Linked DNA regions of Mus musculus: region 2 is linked to region 1. The links are chromatin contacts, called in public promoter capture Hi-C maps. All regions are on one chromosome and are shown on one strand. The core of a region is the stretch at or near the end of the contact, and the rest is flanking DNA. Distances in the headings are between cores, read along the strand shown. Region 1 overlaps Rere (arginine glutamic acid dipeptide (RE) repeats). Region 2 overlaps Rere (arginine glutamic acid dipeptide (RE) repeats).

Region 1 (5,197 bases), core at 1,209-3,708:
ATCTGTCCTTTGCTTTAGCAACATTCAGGCCATCAGCGCTCCCTCTAGACATCAACTGCTTTTTAGTGGTGTCTTACACCAAGCATCTGCCTCAAAGTTAAGAGGGTCTGAAGAAGCTGTGAAGGGTGAGAACATAAAAAAGCAAGGATCTATTTTTATACAGGAGCATAAAGTGAACCACGATGGTGAGAAGCACAGTTAGGGACAGGGCCCGCAGTCATGACAGCTGCATCAAAAGCTAAAGAATCCCAAAGGCTCAGAGCTGAGCAGCTACAACACTGACAGCATGTGGTACTCTGTAAATGTTTTGCAGCCTTCACATTTCCATCCTCCACAGTCACTTGATCACCTCAAACGATGCCTTGGGTTTCAAAGTCACTCTCATATCAGCAAGGCTGGCAACCAGCATCCTGGAAACTTGTACAAACAAGATGTAGGCAAAAAAGGACTTGCAGGTGTGAGGAGTTTATGAGCACTCACACTCACTCTTCTAAAGAGTGATAGAATACGATCACTTAAATCAGAAGAGAGACACTACCCAAACATCCTAAAGTAAAAAGATGTACATGGACACCTCGTGAGAACCAGCAATTAACCAGGCAATTCCTCCCCAACTCAGGGCCATTCAAAGCAGTAAATAATTATTTAAATAAAATCAAATTTAAGCTGGGTAGTGGTGGCACACACTTTTTATCCTAGCATTTGGGTAGCAGAGGCAGATTGATCTCTGAGTTCTAGGCCAGCCTGGTCTACTGAATGAGTTCCAGGACAGCCAGGGCTACACAGAGAAACCCTGTCTCATATATATACATACACAGACAGACAGACAGATATATATATCTGTATATATACACACACACACACACACACACACACACACAATTAAGGATCCACTAGGTATTTGAATTACAAATAATCCTGACTCTTGACTCCCAGAAGGAAAAGGAACGAGGGGGGGGCTTCTGTGTTTCCTTTTTCAGGCTTGACTAGAATGGGGAGTCTGTATTCTCTCCGGAGCCATGTTGTAGTAAGGCAGGAGTACCTTGTTCTCCAGACTCTTGCTCTCCCCACCCTTACAGATAAGTCTACACTCAGACCCCAGGCTAAAAGGCTTTCTCCCCTGCCAATCTGAAGTCAGAGAAGCCTGACTGCCAGTGTATAGCATGGACCAATCACGTGGTACAGGAGAGAAAGAGTCCTCATTGCCATGTAGACCTGATCTCTCCTCAGAACCCACCATGGTGCCATCTAAAGATCTATGGAGCTAATAGCTCCTTTAGTAAGTCTCTTATCCAAATACCAGTATTCCTCAGTGTCCCCACTGAAACTCAAACCCAAAGTCTTTCAGTTACCTCTAGCTCTCTCTGTATTTGTATGAACCTAACTGAGGCAACCTATTCTCATTTTTAGTTCAATCTATTAATACCGCCATCTCCCACCATATTTCTCCACAAACAACACCTTTACAGAGTTCTGGGACTAGACCCATACCTGGAGATGTTGGCAGAGACAGAAAAGGCTTTATCACTCTCCTAAACTGCTTTGCTTTTCCTCTGGAAATTGAGCCCAGAGCCACATGCATGCTGGGAATAAGATACCTTTTAGAAAGTCAGCCATGGTGGAAGGCATCTATAATCCCAGAGAGAAAACTAAAGCCAAGAAGATCCCTAGTTCAAAGTCATCATGGAGTACATGAAACATGGTCTCAAAAAGAAGGGGTTGTGCCGGAGGTGGTGGCGCATGCCTTTAATCCCAGCACTTGGGAGGCAGAGGCAGGCGGATTTCTGAGTTCGAGGCCAGCCTGGTCTATAGAGTGAGTTCCAGGACAGCCAGGGCTACACAGAGAAACCCTGTCTCCAAAAACAAAAACAAAAAAGAAGGGGTTGTATTATATAGCTCAGTTGGACTAGAGTGGTTGTCTAGGTTTAGAGAAAACCCTGGATCCAACTCCTAGTACCACATAAACTGACAGTATGAGGGAGGTGTAAATATATAATCCTAGCACTTAGGAAATGGAAGTAAAAGCTCAAGGCCGGAATGAAATATATGAACCCTGCCCCCAGCCTCCTTTGAGATCTCTCTCTGGTCTGAGAAAAAAACCAAGAAGTCTGAGGAGAAACTAGTGAGATAGCCCAGAAGCCTAATGACATATGCAAGCAAGCCTGGTAAGTTGATTTTGATCCCCAGAACTAACCTAAAGTTGGAAGGACAGAACCAACCTTACAAAGTTGTGGACCCCTGGGCTTGCTGACCAGCTAGTCTAACCCAGTCAGTGAGCTTCAAAATCGGTGAGATCCTGCCTTAAAAACTGTGCTAGAGAGCAGTAAGAGAAGACACCTAGAGTCACCGAGCCATCTCTCCAGCCGCTCCTGTACTTATGCGCTGCTGTCCTCATGTCATGTAGCAGCTAAGAAAGCAGAGTGCAGGCCCATACACCAAGCCCTGCCCAGGTGAAAATGGACTCTGGACCTTGCATTTCCACGAGGAGGCTCGCCAAGCTTCTTGTAAAGCACAGGGGCTGTCACGCTCAGGACAGTAAACCTTCAATAATACATAAATATATACAGTGGTTGGTTTGTCTACTTGCTTGTAAAGTAATTTGTGGCTGGACGAAGGCTAAGTTGTTAAGAGCACTTGCCACTCTTGTAGAGAACCAGGGTTGATTCCTAACACCCACATAGCAGCTCACAACCATCTGAATTCCAGCTCCAGGGAACCCAACACTCTCTTCTGGTCTCCAAAAGCACTACATGCGTGTAATACACAAACATACTTGCAGGCAAAACATTCACTATACATAAAATTAATATTTTTTTTAAAACTGATTTTTCTCATCTCTAATCAACAGCACATCTAGCAAAATACTATCTCAACCTCAAATGGGCATGTTACACTAGAAGTTTCTTTTCATTTTGGCCAACTATTTTTATTTGTGGATAAACCTCTGAGTGAGTGAACAGCCTCCAAAGTACAAACAGAGTTATGTACAAATGTAGTTAAATACTATGCTGCAGCAATGATCTATATAATCATGCCAATGACCGCAGTGTAAGTCAGAATCGTCTTCAATCTTCCTATGACGAGCTAAGGTGGAAGAGGGTATAAGCAAAGCCACGCCCTTTCCCTGTCACCACGGCCAAAGACCTTGCTGCTGGAGGTCTAATGAATGCTCACAGCGCTTTTCAGAAGTGCTGAAGACACTCTCATCCCCAGTGGCACAGCTCAAAAGCTCCAGGGCTCCAAGGCCTCTCTCTGGCCTGCAGAGGCAGCTGTGTCACACACACATACATACATGCACGCCGTCCACCCCCATACACACACTTAATCTTTTTTTTTTCCCTTTGGTTTTTCGAGACAGGATTTCTCTGTGTAGCCCTGACTGTCCTGGAACTCACTCTGTAGACCAGGCTGGCCTCGAACTCAGAAATCCGCCTGCCTCTGCCTCCTGAGTGCTGGGATCAAAGGTGTGCGCCACCACACCCAGCTACACTTAATCTTAAAATAGAGTCCTTTTTAAAAATAAATAACAAGTAGAAAGGAATAAAAACACACGAAAATGTCAAGACACACAATTTTAAGGATATTTTACTAATAAAAAGAATTGGTAACTAAATATTTAGTTACCAACAAAGGAAAGGGGGTTAGATGCTTAGTTTTCATCAGTTAACAGTAAACCATTTCTGACAGGACTCGACAAACAACGTTTTTCTTTTATTCCTGGAGACAGGGTCTCACCATGTAGCTCTGGCTATTTTGGAACTCACTATGTAGACAAGGCTAGCCTTGAATTCACAGAGCTCTATCTGCCTGTCTCCCAGGATCTGGGACAAAAGGTGTGCGCCACTACACCTGGCACTCACATCAGAGTGTGACACAGTGCGGGGAGTCTCCTCTGTATGGGATCACTGAGCAGTTAAGCAAAGCTGCTAGAGCACTCCGTGACACAGGAGCTGATGCCAGAGGACACATACAGCCGACTCCAGTAACAGACAAACCACTTACAAACTATTTCCCACACAAGATATCTGTGTGGCTCACAAAGGAATCACACATGGGCAGACAGCTGCTGCTGAACTGGGGCAGTTTAATCAACTCACCAGAAGAACAAGTATTTTACTAAGGACTAAGAAATCTTAAATTTTAATATAAATAAATAAATTAAAAGGCCAAAGTAACAAGGGACTTAATCACTGTGTTTTTTTTAAAAAACTAATTTTAAACCACTTACCCTATTTTTTAAAATCTTCCCATCTCAGAAACCGTCCTTACTTTCAGAAAAAGTTCAGGACTTTCTATCACCTCGAGCAGTTGAAAATCAGTTTCAACTATAAATTATTTAAAAAAAAAAAAAAAGAAAAGAAAAATCACAGCCCACCCACTCCCTATCCAGTACCAAAGCACCTCCAAGATTCCAAAGCAGTTGTCACATATAACTCCATTTCAGAACCCAGCCAGGCTGGCTGCCCTCCCTATCAAGAAAAGCCTCAGACTGGGAAACCAGCAAAGGCTTCAGCATCTCAGCTCCCAACTGGAGCTGCTGTTCTGAAAGAGAAGGCCATGGGCTCACTGGTGTTGATGTGCAGTATAATCAAGCAGCGGCTGCTGTGCTGGCTACATTCCCATGGTCCTGACACAGAAACCTAACAAGAAGCAACTCAGAGGAGGATGTGGTTGGGCTCACAGTCGGAAAAGGTCCAGTCCATCCTGGTCCATGCGATGGGACTGAGCGCACAGCTGCTTGCTGCATTCAGAGGATCAGGAAGGAGAGAGCCCAGGCAGAAAGCAGGCAGAGCTCTAACTAGTAAGGCCCCCCCTTAACAACTTCTTCCAGCAGTGTCCCCCCCCTAAAGGATCTACAATCTCCCAAAACAGTGCACCAAGTAGGGAGCAAATGTTCAAGCAGATGCGCCTATAGGAAAGTTCACACTCAAACCCTAACAGTTGTCATTCAATTTTTTTTTAAAGATTTATTTATTCATTATATGTAAGTACACTGTAGCTGTCTTCAGACACTCGAGAAGAGAGAGTCAGATCTCGTTATGGATGGTTGTGAGACATCATGTGGTTGCTGGGATTTGAGCTCAAGACCTTTGGAAGAGCAGTCAGTGCTCTTAACCGCTGAGCCATCTCTCCAGCCCCTCAATGTTATCTTTATCTAAATACGGAGTTTTAGTGTTGGAAATTTTTACTTATTTAC
Region 2 (5,197 bases), core at 1,281-3,780, 180 kb before region 1:
ACAAAGCTTCACACTGTACATTTGCTTAATTCATCTCCTGGTAGACCCCATGCACAGCTCTGATTTTATGCTTCGCAATGCCACCTCTGCATGGCCAGCTGGCAGAATCAAAGGCTTTAGGCACATGCACTATGAATGGCAAGATGATTCATAAACATCTTCAGAAGGAGCTTGAGCAGCAAAGCCAATGTCTTCGAAAGGCCAGGGGAAGATCGCCTACCTGCAGGGGCTGAATGGATCATCCATGACTAACACGGGCTCTCGTGAGTCTAGCTGGATCCCTGCACCTCTACTTACTGCTAAAACTCTGCCCTTTTCTACTCTAAGTACTCAAAATGGAGGCCCATGCAGGCTGAGACCTCACAGAGCTCTCTCTCACTGAGCTTGTGCTATGACCTAAGCCTTCACGCAGAACGCTGAAACTTCCCTCACTCTGACAGGACTGAGCATGTGCTGTGACCCTCCCTCATCCACACACTGTCTCTCCACAACGCAATCAATCTCAACCCTGCTGTTTCCGTAAATAAAGACCAGCCAACAGACTCTGCAGCTTCTCCGAGCACACCAAGCTAGTGTGCAGGGAAGTGGGGCCTTAGAAAGGGGATTCCAGACAGCCAACACCAGGGAACTCCACAAGCCAAGCCAGAAGCGTCCGTCCTCAGGAGACAACAGCAAGTTTTCTTTTGTCTTTTCTATTTTTTAAGTAAGTCAGGTTTTTAAATAACCATGTTTTCAACAAAGAACAAGAACGAGGAAAACAGGTACAAATAACTGCACCTGAAATTAAGCGCAGAAACAGCAGCAGTGCTTAGGAGAAGCAACTAAACACATGTCTTTTTGAAAACGCACTTGACAAAAAGACCAAACAAGCAAGCTAGCCACATAGGTATGGCCACAATGGAGACAGCACTAATACAGCACACAAGGAATGCCATACTTCATGCAAAAAGAACCCCCAAATCTCCAAGTGATTAAATTACAGCATCCTCTAAGGTAATTAATATGAGCCCAGCCAGGTCTCCAAGAATGAACTGAAACAATAAAAACAGCAACAAGGTTCAGATCAAGGATGGGGGGGGGGGGGGGAAATAACCTCAGCAGCAGAGCACTAACCTAGCATGAACCATAATGGTTGGCTGACACTAACCCCCCCTCAGTTAAGTGAACGTGCATGCATATGCCCCTCCCCCCAAATGCCTAAAGACCATCCACTATAAACACCTCAGCATACTTGGAAAAACAAAACAAAACAAAAAAACAACTAACCAACCAACCAACCAACCAACCAAACAAACAAACAAAACATTTCAAGTGCCCTGATTCATTCTCGCACAACACTATCTATAAACCTAAATCTATTAAAACTCATTTTGAAAGATTTCTAAAGCCATGTAACAAGTCCATCTCACTACAGCAATACTGAGGACCAAAGTACTCAGTCACCCTGCCCACAGAGCAGCCAAGAGAGGCCCTGGTAAAACCCTGCAGAACAAGCCTGTCTACCCATCCAGCGTTCGCCTCCCACAAAGCACTGTTTATCATTATGAAATAGCAGGTACGCAGGTTACTCCCGCCTGCAAACTAAATGATCTTTACACCACTCAGTTATAACTTAAAGAAACATCACAAAATTCCCTCAAAACATAAAAGATTGGAAAAAAGGACAGGACCAACTGTTTCTCAGAAATGGAATGGAGTCAAAAAACGAAAATCTTTTCCAAGAACATGAGTTCTTACAGATTCTTAGAGCAGGACATGGTGCTCGGTACCATGTGCAGAGCCCTGTTCATCCTGTGAGACAACATGAGTTCTAAGCTGAGGAATCTACACATTTTCTGCAGAAATACAGCACACCTCAGTCACAGGGCTGAAGGTGAGACTCAGTTATAAGAGTGCTTGCCCAACATGCATGAAGCCCTGGGTTTGATCCTGAGGACCACATGTGCCAGGCAACCCTCGAATTCAAGGAGGTAGGACACCCAAAGTTCAGAGGCTCTCTCAAAAATGTAAAATTTCCTAAGTTCAGAGAGAGAACACATAAGCAGATTTATCTGAAATAGTTTCCCTTTGTCCCAACACATGAAAACAGGGCGACGGGGCGGAAGAGCATTTCCTTAGACCTGCTGCTGCGCTTAGACAGCGCAGAGCTGCTGAAATGGAGCCGGGCATCAAAGAAACTCTTTCACATACAAGAGGCTAACTCGTTACGACGGGAAAGAACTTAATAGCTACACACAGGAAAAAGTTACTATTACATAAAAAGTTACTCCAACTCAAGAAAATCTTATTTTCAAAATTATTGTTTGGGTCTCATTAGCTGCCCTGGGTGACAATGATGGCATGCAACCCAAGTGTCTTCTTCTGACCCCAGGAGGGATCCTGGCTTGTTCCTCCTCAAGAGGTAAACAGGTGACTGGCAGATCGTCCCCTGTGTGTGTTTTTCTGACATTTTGTTGTTGGCTAAGACAGGCAGCTTGTGACAGCTCCCCTGAGGGAGAAGGCAAGCAGGCTACCTACTTCCTCTTTCTTCCAGCTCATCTGCATTTTGAAAAACAAAACAACAGCTCCAAGTGGGGCTGGCTCTCCAGAGAGCTGCGCCCTGGACAGCTCAGCACTGCTTCTCCCCACACTTGCTCACACTGGCACTGGACACTGCTTCTCTCCACACTTGCTCACACTGGCACTGGACACTGCTTCTCCCCACACTTGCTCACACTGGCACTGGACACTGCTTCTCTCCACACTTGCTCACACTGGCACTGGACACTGCTTCTCTCCACACTTGCTCACACTGGCACTGGACACTGCTTCTCTCCACACTTGCTCACACTGGCACTGGACACTGCTTCTCTCCACACTTGCTCACACTGGCACTGGACACTGCTTCTCCCCACACTTGCTCACACTGGCACTGGACACTGCTTCTTCCCACACTTGCTCACACTGGCACGGACACTGCTTCTCCCCACACTTGCTCACACTGGCACGGACACTGCTTCTCCCCACACTTGCTCACACTGGCACTGGACTGTGGTGGCTGCGGCACTTGCTGTTTCTTTTATCTTGGTTGGTGGTGAATTGTTCTTTCAATGTCCTGTCATTTCTAAGAGCAAAGCTCAACATTCACAGACAGTTTACCCGCAGCCATCTTCCACAATCTTGCACTAGGGTACATCCCTCCTAAAACTTCTTACATATATTTCTGACATGGGGCATCACTGGCATGAGTCTGCTTTTTATATTATCTCCTTCTTGACACTTTAGGGTCACAAGCAGGCTTCCCTGGAGACCAACGACAAGCCTGACCTAAATGCCTCACACTATGAACCAAAGATATACTTCCTAGTCAGGTTCATATATGGAACCCAGCTCTGAATTTACAGGCTTTTAAATATTTTTTTTCAATATCTGAAGATGTTTATGTTTTCTGGCAAAAGTTACTGAAATAAGAAGATCTGGGCTTTGTGCTATGTTGTTGAAGGCTTTTCAGACAGGATAGTAACCAAGGAAATGCTGATGTAGCTCATCCCCAAAGCTATACAAAGATCTTCCATGAGATCAAAGTATGGAGCACCTTGTCAATGAAGCTATGCAACAATGCCTATAATTACCAAGAAGTTACAAAACACCACTTTCAGAGTTCACAATGCCCACTTTCACATGACAGATGCAAAACAAAGCCCAGGAAGAGAATACCTTATGGATAGACACAAAATAAAGTGCTAGCATGAGACTAGAAGGCAGGCATGCTGGGCTCTAAGGAGAGAATCCTTCCTAGGGCTCTTAACTGAAAGATGAAGCAGTCGGTTAAACGGTTATGAAGTACTAGCTGAAACAAATCAGGACCATAAAAAAGACATAGAACTGAGACGTGGCTAAGATATTTATTGCAGCTCAACCAAAGACTCTAGTGTTTTGGCTGACTACATAGTAGGTTTAACTGGTTTTGTTTACCAAGATCTCTGAGCTGAAATTTCTTTCTTTTGGGGAAATGGTTTTAAGGCAGGATTTCTGTGTAGCCTTGTCTGTCCTGGAACTCATTCTATAGACCAGACCGGCCTTGAAGATCTACCTGCCCCTGGCTCCAGGGTCTATCACTGGTCTCTACCTAGGTTAGCCCTCTCTACCTTTCTCTGTTCTCCTGCTGGACCCTTCCTTCTCCCACATGCTCCCTCTTTTGCTTTGACCTATAAACAGATTTACATTAGTCAAAGCTAGAGTCCAATGTGTACCCTCCCTTTAGGTCCTTCCTGCCCGCTACGTTTGTGTCCTTTATACATTTGGAAAACTTTAGATTTTACATATGATAGAATGAGTGGGTGGGTGGCACTTGTCTCCTTTATTCCCATTATGCTCTGGCATTCCTTACCCCGTCCCTCCCCCTACTCATCGCTCTCTCCCACACTCTGCACCTCTAGCTTTCATTAAAAAAAAAGCACACGATGTTTGTCTCCATAGTAATTCCCTGTAAAACGTAGACTAAGCAGAGGTTCTCTGCTCCCACTGTTAAGACTGCTTCCTTTGCTGTGCAAAAGAATCTTATCCCATGGAACACTAGTTGTCAGTTTTGATTATTTATTGAGCTACTGGAGTCCTTCTCAGCTCCAGGTCTTACACAGGAATTTTTATGTGCACTGGATGACTTTTGTATGATATGAGAGACAGGTTAGACTCACCCTTCTCCACATTGGGTATCTATCTAGTCTTAGCAGCACCTTTTGTGTGAGGAGGCTCTTTCTTCTCCACGTCTATGTTCTGCATCTTTGGGAAAGACCAGTCTCTGAGCAGCACTATGCTGCTGTGGTTCCATGGCTCTGGGTCTGCTTAAGTAAGGTACACAATCCCTCCCTCCCTCCCTCCCGTAGCTGTTAAAGCTTTCTGTTCAGGGCTGCGTTAGTTACCTGAGATACTTGTGCTTCCACATAAATATTAAGATCACCTTTATTTAGTTCTATAAAGAATATCAATGGAAGGGAATAAAAAAAACTATTTCTAGACTGCTCTTAGGAATACAGCCATGTTCACAGAATTAATTTCGCATTCTTATAAGCATTGGAGGTCTTTTCTTCTAAGTGTCTTTAGTGGGTTTAAAAAAAATAATTGTATTATATTTGCATATTAATTGTCATTTATCTGTGTCTCTATGTGTACGCTTGGGTAACCATGAAGACCAGAAGAGGACATCAGACCCTCAGGA

What was found. Capture Hi-C pulls out chosen DNA fragments and counts their contacts.
Region 2: a contact with region 1 is called in a promoter capture Hi-C map of liver. The contact joins two enhancer-like sites. A contact is called at or near these places in 12 of 115 datasets of contacts at active chromatin or transcription factors (bone marrow-derived macrophages, cardiomyocytes, craniofacial prominence and 8 more) and 4 of 9 other capture datasets (adipose tissue, embryonic stem cells, liver and 1 more).

What each region holds. Positions count from the first base shown.
Region 1 is chr4:150,300,187-150,305,383 of GRCm38.p6, reverse strand. All of the region lies in intron 1 of Rere (arginine glutamic acid dipeptide (RE) repeats), which reads right to left. Among named protein-coding and RNA genes, the nearest start is that of Rere, 21 kb to the right of the region's middle. Within about 2 kb of position 2,458, at least 14 of the 459 cell types and tissues checked have an H3K27ac peak or open chromatin away from gene starts, as enhancers often do. A contact at or near this core is called in liver, where this site is marked.
Region 2 is chr4:150,483,599-150,488,795 of GRCm38.p6, reverse strand. All of the region lies in intron 7 of Rere (arginine glutamic acid dipeptide (RE) repeats), which reads right to left. Among named protein-coding and RNA genes, the nearest start is that of Gm52709, 19 kb to the right of the region's middle. Within about 2 kb of position 2,530, at least 103 of the 459 cell types and tissues checked have an H3K27ac peak or open chromatin away from gene starts, as enhancers often do. A contact at or near this core is called in liver, where this site is marked.